Regions from separate parts of the Mus musculus genome. Here region 1 is linked to region 2. The links are chromatin contacts, called in public HiChIP or PLAC-seq maps. All regions are on one chromosome and are shown on one strand. Each heading gives the region's core, a stretch centred on a gene start, on an enhancer-like site or on the middle of the called end of the contact. The rest is flanking DNA. Distances are from core to core; before and after follow the strand shown.

Evidence for each region. HiChIP or PLAC-seq counts read pairs in DNA pulled down with a chosen protein or histone mark.
Region 1: a contact with region 2 is called in an H3K27ac HiChIP or PLAC-seq map of embryonic stem cells, with 6 read pairs. The contact joins the enhancer-like site here to the promoter of Znrf3 in region 2. A contact is called at or near these places in 2 of 484 Hi-C or Micro-C datasets (embryonic stem cells and uterus), 6 of 115 datasets of contacts at active chromatin or transcription factors (the 230-238 cell line, the SCID.adh cell line, effector CD8 T cells and 1 more) and 1 of 9 other capture datasets (pancreatic islet).

What each region holds. Positions count from the first base shown.
Region 1 is chr11:5,476,330-5,481,449 of GRCm38.p6, reverse strand. No RefSeq gene overlaps it. Among named protein-coding and RNA genes, the nearest start is that of Gm11963, 7.0 kb to the left of the region's middle. Within about 2 kb of position 3,094, at least 10 of the 459 cell types and tissues checked have an H3K27ac peak or open chromatin away from gene starts, as enhancers often do. A contact at or near this core is called in embryonic stem cells, where this site is marked.
Region 2 is chr11:5,441,859-5,447,112 of GRCm38.p6, reverse strand. It overlaps Znrf3 (zinc and ring finger 3), which reads left to right and starts at 2,266. Exons shown (of 9, transcript NM_001080924.2): 1 at 2,266-2,725. The coding sequence starts at 2,435.

The DNA.
Region 1 (5,120 bases), core at 1,845-4,344, 34 kb before region 2:
GACTTAGGGACTTTATTCATGAGCACTGGTTTTAAACCCAGAACAAATCTAACAACAACATCTCCCATTAACAAGACCTAAGTCTCCCAGAACCTGATTAAGCACATTTTGATACTAAGCGCCTTTTAAAAATTAAGTTGTAAGAATGGCCTGCTCTTCCAAGTGCTCTCTTGGGAAGGTTACCATGTGAGTAGTAGTCCCCCCTTATAAGAGGCTTAGAAAGTCCAAGGATGGACCTTGAACTGGGGAGAATGAGGAATAAAGAGATGAGCAGCCAGATGCCCCACCCCTAGCCCTGCCCCACCCCCAGCCCCGCCCCACCCAGCCCCGCCCCAGAGCCCTTCTCAGATTTATTCATTTATTTGTTTGATCTTTTGAGTTAGGATTTCTCTGTGTAGTCATGGCTGTTCTGGAATTCACGCTGTAGACCAGGCTGCTAGCCTCAAAATCAAAGATCCTCCTGTCTCTGCCTCCCGAGTGCTGGGATTAAAGGCTTGTGTCTTCTCAGATTCTCAAGTCGAAGACCTGTGAGACTACAAAACAGTTATTTTAAAACACGGAGTTTGAGAAAGGGTATTTTTGTTGTTGCTGTTGTTATTGTTGTTCTTTTGCCTTTTATTTTATGAGTATGGGTGTTTTGCCTTATGTCTGCCTGTCTGTCCACCATGTTCATGTAATACCCGTGGAAATGAGAAGAGGGCATCAGATCCCCTAGGACTGGAGTCACAGGTGCTTGTGAGCTGCCAACTGGGTGCTAGGAATTAAATCCATGTCCTCTGCAAGAGCAGCATAAGGTTGTTACCCACTGAGCCATCTCTCCAGCTGTGCGCCTGGTTTTGGTGCTGGCATGGTACCCAGGGCTTTGCACATGCTCAGTAAGAGCTTCTGAGCTCTTCCATATTGCATTCCAATCCTGGGCTGGCCTTGGGCCCTGAGAGCTGGGATCCCAGCTGTGCACCCCCACCCCCACCTGCTTATTTTATTTTGTTACAGTTTCAGCAAGATAACCAGAATAGAGTGGTTCTGCTAACTTTCCCAATACTCTTTCTCTCCAGTAACTTAACAATAGGAAGAGAAATCCTTTACTAAGTATTTCTAGTAAACCAATGAAACTTCAATTCAGGCCATGTTTCATGTTTGCTTAGGAAACTACATGTCTATCACAGTGGTATCTGAAAACAGTTCTGGAGGCTGGAGATGGCTCAGAGGTTGAGAGCACTGACTGCGCTTCCAGAGGTTCTGAGTTCAAATCCCAGCAACCTCATGATGGCTCACAGCCATCTGTAATGGGATCTGATGCCCTCTTCTGGTGTGTCTGAAGACAGCCACAGTGTCCTCATATGCATAAAATAAATAAGTCTTTAAAAAAGAAAGCAGTTCTGTAAGGCAAGGACCACGTTTATCATAATCATCACAACAGCCTCCACACCCAACACAATATATGATGTAAATATTTACTGTAGATATGATTAAACCATGAATATACCACTGTAAAAGTACAATATATGTGTGTCCATGCCTTTAAATATTTATCATTTTTATTAATCTTATCATTTTTATTAAACTTATCATTTTTATTAATCTTATTCTGTTTATTAAAATAGCACGTTCATTGGAGATGTCAGAAAATTAATAAACCAAAACCACTAATATTTCTACCATCAACAGAAAAATTAATATTTTATTTGTGGAGTGGAAAAATGGCTCATGGGTAAAAGCATTTGCTATGCAAGCATGAGGAACTGAGTTCGAATCCCCAGAACCCATGTAAAAGTCAAACCAGTAACATGAGTGTCTGCAGTCCCAGAGCCTCTATGGAGAGATGGGAAATGGAGACAAGAGAACTCCCAGGAGCTCTCAGGCCAGTGTGCCTGTCATACACAGCAAGTAATGAGCCTCTCAAACAGGTAGGAGGTGAGGACTGACTCCCTCCAACTATGGCCTGTACACACCCACATTCACTGCACAAATGCGTGTGTGCACGCACGCTCGCACACACACTTTGTTTGATCCAGAAACTTGCTAGACTCTATCCCCCACCTGACAAGAACATATGTAGAGGAGGAAGACACAGTATATAGTCCTTGTCCCCAAGGCCAGGACAGATGAACCACAGAGCCAAGGAGGCTTCGGTGAGAAAGATGGAAGATTCTGATCGGCATTAAACGGAGCTCCCAAGGGCTGAGAATGGAGTTCTGAGCATGCTCAAAGGCCCGAGCTTGATCCTCAGAATGGGGAAAAGAAAATAAGTAAAAAGCAAGCAAGGAAAAAAACTGTAAAGAATATTTAGGAGGTGGGGATATATCTCAATTGGTAGAGTGCTTATCTAGCATGCAGGAGAACTGGCTTCAAGTCAAGTGCTCATAAGTCAGGCACAGGAGCACAAAGCTGGGAGCAGGAGGGTCAAGAGTTCAAGGTCATCCTCAGCTACACGCAGCAGAATATCTGTAGAAGCCAGAGGACAACCTGACAACTTGTAAGTAGTCCCCGGAGATTTGAACTCAGGCACTCAGGCTTGGCATCGAGTGCTTTTCCTCTTTGAGTCATCTCTTCAATCCTAAAATGGACTTTGGAATGAATTTTATTTCTTTCCTTTTTTAAATATTTATTTTATGTATGAGTTCTCTACACATGTACACCTGTGTACCAGAAGAGGGCATGAGATCCCATTACAGATGGTTGTGAGCCACCATGTGGTTGCTGGGAATTGAACTCAGGACCGATGGAAGAGCAGCCAGTGCTCTTAAACGTTGAGCCGTCTCTCCAACTTCCACTTGTAAATCTTTTTAAGATAATTGTGAGGCTTACCTTATGGAACTTTTTCTTTATTTTCCAAAATTACTAAATTAGTTATTGTTTTACACAGTTTTGCTAATCTAAAATATTTTTACATTTATTTTGAGTTTATTGTGTGTGTAAGGGGAGGTTCTGTTGCTAACGTCCTGTTCCCCAAATGGTTCTTGATTTATCAGTAAAGAAGGCCGGGTGTGGGGGAGGAAGCAGGAGACAATTGCTGGATGGAAGCACAGGTGGGACTTCCGGCCCCGGGAGGAAAAGGCAGACACAGAGGAGGAGAGGGGCGTTTCTGCTCTGCTTTGGAGGAAGAAGAATGTAGCAACCATGCAAGGTCTCTGGACAAGCTGGGGCTGTGGCCTCCACTCCAGGCAGGTGGCCAAGGATGTTTGGCGGGGCAGGTGGGACTAGGCACTAAGTTTAGGGCAGGTGGAGAGATGGAGATAATAAATTGGTAAGAGCGCACTTTTCCAGGTGGGGGATATCGCCCCCAGCAACTGTGCCTAGAAGGTAAGTTGTAAAGTAACAACCTGTGTGTGCCTTTTATCCAAGGATTCGGGGAAGCCGGGTGGGAGCTGGGATCATGGTCAAAGGCAGGTAGTACAAAGGGCCAGAGTGCAGCCCGTCCCAGGCAGAGGCGGTGGCATTTAAAACTACGTGCAACGTGTGTGTAGATCAGAAGAAAACTTAAAGAAGCCAGTTGATTCCAGAGATCAAGCTCAACTCCTGAGGCTCAGCAGCAACCCGCCCTGAGCCATCTACTCTAGTGAGTCATTTGATCTTTCACTTGCCCCTTGTCTGGAATGCAGATGAGATGGGAAAGATGGAGCAGCCGTCTTGTGACCACGAAGGGATGGGTCCAGCATGACAGTGGTGAGGGTCAGGGCTAGGTGGTCAGAAAGGACAGACAGATGTGAAGTGAGTTTCTGCTGGCAGCACACAGCCACAGCTCACAAGCCCAGAATGCCCATTTCTGGGTTTTTATCATACGGGAAGAGCCAACCCATTCTTTGGCTGGGTTTTCGGCTACAAAGCCAAACCAATCAATAGCTGGTAGAAAGGCTGAGCTACAGATATATTTTAAGCTGGGGCACTACACGTGGCTCTAGGGCCTGGAGAGATGGGAATTAGAAGCAAATGCTGAACTTGTATCAGGCCAGATCACAGAGCCTTCTGGGGAACCCAGGCCCTGGGCCTTAGACCGAGAGTGCCATCCTTCAAGATAAACAATGTGTAAATGAATCATTTTAAAGGAAAATTCTCCTGCCTTTCTCCCCACATCCCATAGTAGTCACTAAAAGCACTTTAAATTGTTGTTTGTTTCTACTGACCAGCTTTAGATTCACTATGTAGTTCCGGAAGGGATTGAACGTGGAGCCTCCTGTCTCCATCTTTGGAGGCCTGGAATTACGGGTGTGTGTTACCACTGCCAGGACAAATAGTGCTGGAGATTCAGTGTTGAGAGACCACATCTTCTTATGTGTAGGACTGTGGGTCTAGTATGTAGCAATGCAAGCATGCACACACACACACACACACACAGAGTCAATTTAAGATTGTCTGGTGGCACACCCCTGTGATCCACTCATAGTGAGACTCTGTCTCAAAAACAAGAGAAAACAATCCAGTCTCTACCATGCCAGCCACTCTTCAGACACTCGATAATCAATATTGGTATATTTGCATGATTTAGGTTGCTTTTTTTTTTTTTCAGACGGGGTTTTGTTTTGTAGCCCAGGCTGCCTTCAGATTCAAGGTCCACGTGCTCTGTCTCCCCCACGCTGGGATTGCAGGTGTGTAGTTACACTCAGCTTTCTGGTGCCTCTTTATAGACAACATTCTCCTTACAGAACACCCTGCTCAGGAATGGTGAAAAGACACTGGACTTAAACATGGGTTTACTCTGTGCCCTGAAAGTCCACTCCTTGGCACAGGGCAACCAGTCAATGTTAGACCACAGCCATGTTCAAGAACCTTCTAAGCTGCACCTGGTGGCACTTTAGTCCCAGCAGAGACAGGAGAGGTAGGCAGCCTGATCATCATAAATTCTGGGCCAGGCATGACTACATAGAGACACACCCACCCACCACCTACCCCCCCCCCCAAAGAAAGAAGAAACAATTTCTAATTTTATGTAGAAAGCCCTCGAACTGAACCTAACTCCCCATCAACATGATACAAGACTGCTATTAAAAAGTTCAGAGGAAAAAAAAAAAAAAGTAGCCAGGTGGTGGTGGCACACGCCTTTAATCCCAGCACTTGGGAGGCAGAGGCAGGCAGATTTCTGAGTTCGAGGCCAGCCTGGTCTACAGAGTGAGTTCCAGGAC
Region 2 (5,254 bases), core at 1,017-3,516:
AGATTTCTGGGTTCGAGGCTAGCCTGGTCTATAAAGTGAGTTCCAGGACAGCCAGGGCTATACAGAGAAACCCTGTCTCAGGGGGAAAAAAAAAAAAGAAAGGAAGGAAGAAAGAAAGAAAGAAAATGTACAATTTGGTGGTGGATTTCATGTATTTACAAAGAATATACTCATCACCATTTAATTACAGAATATTTTCGTTCCCCTTAAGGGAAATCCATTAATAGTCATACTACCCAATCCTCCTTCCAGTTCAGTATCTGGTGATCACTAACCTTTCCATTTTTCTATATTCTTGGCATTTCATACAAATGGAAAGGCTATATGCTTCACTGAGTATATTTTTGTCGCATTCATTCAATATTCAGTATTTTATTTGTCTTTGATTTTGTTATTTAAAATGCAATTGAAGATTGAAACTTTTTTTAATATATTTTTTCTAGATTTATTTATTATTATATCTAAGTACACTGTAGCTGTCTTCACATGCATCAGAAGATGGCATTAAATCTCATTACGGGTGGTTGTGAGCCACCATGTGGTTGCTGGAATTTGAACTTCGGACCTTTGGAAGAGCAGTCGGGTGCTCTTACCCACTGAGCCATCTCACCAGCCCCGATTGAAACTCTACCATGTTAAAAATTCGATTTTATTGTATGGATAGACCATATTTGCATATTCATTCACCAGTTCATGACTTCATACTTCTAAGGATTGCAACGCTAGCTATGCATGGCTATAATAATTGCTTTCCCCTTAAAGACTGGACTGTGCCAGGTGTGGTGGCACACGCCTTTAATCCCAGCACTCGGGAGGCAGAGGCAGGCAGATTTCTGAGTTAGAGGCCAGCCTGGTCTACAAAGTGAGATCTAGGACAGCCAGGGCTACACAGAGAAACCCTGTCTCGAAAAGACAAACAAACAAAAAAAAAACAAAACAAAACAAAAAAAAAGACTGGACTGTGCCTTAGTGGGTAAAGTCACAATCCTTGGAAATGACAGTGCTCCCGAGCAGTCAGTACTGATTAAGCTTGGCTTGGGGGAAACTAATGACTCTAGCTTTGTCAGTTACCTTCTGTGCCAAAGCTTTGGGTGGTCCAAACACAGTAACACAGTTCTGTGAATTTCTTTTCAATTGTATTTTCTATTCAACACATTGGCAAAACATTCCTTTTCAGTTTAAACTGTAACCTCGATGCGCTGATTACTCAAGGAAACACTCAATGACTTTTCTTTTTGTCTTAATATTTTGGGTGTGGTAGCAAGTAGAAGCAGATCACCCTAACCAAATATTTGCAAATATTTAAACAAAGCCATTCAGGTCAGGGAGGGAAGACGACTGAGGAAGTAGAAATTGAATGTGGCTTTTAAAGGAGGATTGTGAGTCTCATAGATTTGCTGAGAAAGGAAAAATCCTGTTCCAAAAAGGGGAAGAGAATTAAAAGTTTATCTTCTGGGTGACTGGGGACGTCTGGGTTCGGAGCACGTGTCTTTGGTATGTTTGGCAACCAGAAGTCTGTGCATTAAGCGTGTTGACTCTTCCGCCCTTCTGCACATGGTGAGATTTGAAGGGAGTGTTGGAGACGGTCTCCAGGGCTGCGGAAAGATGAACTCCATTAGAATCTAGATAACTTCTTCAAGTTCTCCGCCACCTGTCCTCACTCCTTTAGTTGAGGGTAACTGTCTATGTGACACCCACGTAAGAACTGGACGTGTCCCGGCGGGTTGCAAACTGCCACTGACCGCCCGGGGCCTTTCGCGGTCCCTGGAGGTGGTAGGGCGCGAGCACCGAGTGCGGGTGGCCAGCAGTGCCGGAGCTGCGGATGAAGCATCCTTGGACGGAAGGACGAGGCCTTTGACGCCCCAATGACTCTAATTGCGGCACCAAAGCAGGGTGCGCCGAGGGGGCGAAACCGCCCGGGAACAGGTTGAGGATCTTACTCTCCCCGTACTCCAGCAACTGCCAAGAGAAATGTCTGCCGCGGAGGGCGGAGTACAGACCAGGGGGCGTGGCTAAGAGGAAGGGGCGTGACCGAAAAAGACTACCTGGGCGGAGCAAGGGTGGAGGGGCGTGGCTAAGAACGGAGTCGGGGCGGGACTCAGTCGATTGGGCGGGGCGGGCGAGGCCTCTGGGCCCCGCCTCTCGCCGCAGGCGCGCCCGCCCCGCCTACCCGCTCCCCTCGGAGGTGGCCGCGGCCGAGCGCGGGGAGGGAGGGGAGAGCGGGTCACGACGCTGCGGGGGCGGGGATAACCCCTCACGTGGAGCAGATGAAAGGGCCGCGGCGCGACGGCCGGGGGAGCGGAGCAGAGCCTGCGACCCACAAAGCCGCCGCCGCCGCGATGGTGCTGTGAGGCGACCGCCCGCGCTCGGTCCTCCGCCGGCCCGCGACTATGCCCGGCCGCGCCCGCCCTCCGCGCCCTCCCGCCGCAGGACCATGAGGCCACGCTCGGGCGGGCGCCCAGGGGCCCCGGGCCGCCGCCGCCGCCGCCTCCGCCGCGGCCCCCGCGGTCGTCGCCTGCCGCCGCCGCCGCCGCTGCCGCTGCTTCTCGGGCTGCTGCTGGCGGCCGCGGGGCCCGGCGCGGCGCGGGCCAAGGAGACGGCGTTCGTGGAGGTGGTGCTGTTCGAGTCGAGCCCGAGCGGCGACTATACCACCCACACCACCGGCCTCACGGGCCGCTTCTCGCGGGCCGGGGCCATGCTCAGCGCCGAGGGCGAGATCGTGCAGGTAGCCACCCGGGCCCCGCGCTCCGCCGCCACAAGATGGCTCCGGGGGCTGCGCCCGCCGACCCCGCCGCGGGCTAGCGGGCGGGCGGGCGGGGGGGAGGCGCGGAGCCCGGCGGCATCCCTCCCAGGCGGGCGGGACGGGGCCTCCGGGGCACGGCGGCTGAGGCGAGCGCACGTGGGGGCTCGGCCTCCGGTGGGTGCACCGCGCCGGGGTGGGGGTGGGGACGCTGAGCTGGGCATGGGCGCCTGGGCGGCACTCTTGAGTTGGCGGGACGTTTTTCTCCCTCAGGTGAAAGTCCCGGGAACTACCTGTTGAATGCCAACTTTGCAAAGGCGAGACAAGTTGAAGGATGGAGCGACTTCTTAGAGGTCGCAGGCTTTGCTTTTCCATCCACGTTTGCTCCGTTTTCGGAGCGACCCAGTTGCCGGGGTGCACATCTTCAGGTTATTTTTGCTGAAATCTACTGGCAGCCTTACCTAGACACCAACCCTCTGGCAGGGCTCTGGACGGGCAGCAGCAGGAAGGGAGCAGGCGGAGCTGGCTGAGGAGTGGGAATTGGCAGAGCACTGTCGTGGCCGTGCCTCAGATTACAGGGGATGAGAAAGACCGCAGGCTCGCCCCTGGGTCAAGGACTAATACCGAAGAGGCCTGCAAACCCGAGCCAGGGTCTCTCACTGACAGGGCCTCCACCTTGCTCCAAATGAAAGAGGGCTGCGTCCCAAAGGAGGCTGGCTAGGGAGAGCTTTGAGCTGTCCCCAGTCTTTGAGGAGGGACTCTCAGTCGAAGCCTCAGCGGATGGATAGCTGCATAGATTTCCCGCTCCCTCGACGATGGTTTTTATCCACTACCATGTTCCAGGGCAGCGCACTTATGGTTGTTAGGCGCACCTCTGGTAGGAGTGATCTGATACGGTTGGCTCGTCTTTGAATCTTTTGGAACTTTAGAGGCCTATAGTTTGGATCTCCGGTGCTTTGCTCTTGGGTGAATTATGAAGAGAAAAGGGACTGTGTGGGATGACTTCAGAGCAGCTCCGAGTGTAGACAGGAGGGTGAAGCTGCACGCAGAGCTTTGAGTTGATGGGACACGGGCCAATACGGTGTAGCTCCTTAAAGGTGTGTGTCTTTCCAAAGCTGGAGGAGGACCCTATGGCTGTGATTAGAAAGCATTGTTTTGTGGTGCTCTTATTCTTATCTATAGAAAGCGAAATACATGTTTGACCAATTTCTGTGACTACAGATGTTGCTAACGGTGCTGTTCTCCCCCCCCCCATGTTATTGTTACTGTCATTAATATACAAGCTTTAGAGAGGATGCTTGGCTGAAGATACCTAAACAACTCTATTGCAGGCTTTAAGAAGAGTTTGAATTTTAAGTCTTGCTTCTTGTGAGTCCTTGTCGTTCTTTGAGGCTTTCCCTGTGCCCTGATGGCTTTAGAAATGTTTGATTTACAGCCTTGAGGGTGGGGGTTGCAGCTGAGGGGAGTATGTTTTAACGTGGCACTTCACTTTTTGAAGGAGACTTTTGAAGTTTGAGATTTTTATCTGCAGTGTTTAAACTTGAGCCATTCTCTGTGGTAGTTTGTCTGGGGAGCTATTCATTATGCATAATGCTGTGCTTTGCAGATATTCTTGGGTTCACTATTTAATACAAAATTAGCAGTTTAAACACACCATTTGTAACTATTTTATCCTGACAAGTAGAGAGATAATGTGTGAGTTTGGCAGGACTCTGTTCTCTTGAGAAGTTTTTGAAGTGCTTATCTAATTCTTTTGTAGTCTACTAGACTCGCACCTCCCTTTCAAATTAAGTCAACAGTCACTAAGGGGAGAAAAATGACTTAAATGGTATTTAATAAGTTTACCTGTTAAGCAATCACTAATGATGTCCTTAATTCCTTTATAACTGCAGTGATATTGGTGGGCTTATCTGAACTCCCTGAAGAGATAGTTTGTCATTGGTACACTCCATAGCTTTAATAACTTTGTTGTGGTCATCCATGTGTCCAGACAAGCACAGTGTGGCTTTCAGAGCTGTGTGTGTACACACAGACCGGCATGCTTTTATTTGTTCTGTGAATACTGCCAGACTAAAGGAACTCTTGTAGCTCCTGCCTACCAGCTCTGGAATAAGTTTTGTAAGGAAAGCCAATGTTTTAGGATTGCTGAGAGGGAATATAATGAGAGCATGTGTAATAAAAGTGTAGAAGAAACAAAGCCAGTCTTTAATTTCAGATTAATCATGTTTTCTAAGTACTCATTGAACTTTTAAAAACCACCTTTTGTTTTATCACCTGAAAAACTTCATGTTTTGCCCTTTAATGAACGTTTTATGGTCTTCTGTTTATTTTCTGATAACTAGAACTAAATAGTAGTATGTAGGTAACATTGCTTTTATTCTCAGTGTGATTCTATAGCAATATTGTTCTTAATTGGGAAGAGAGGAAAAAAGCTGTTTGAATGTTTCACTTTAAAAATTATAAGAAATATTTTGTAGTACTGACTTTTTTTCCTGTTACTTGCCAATGAATGTG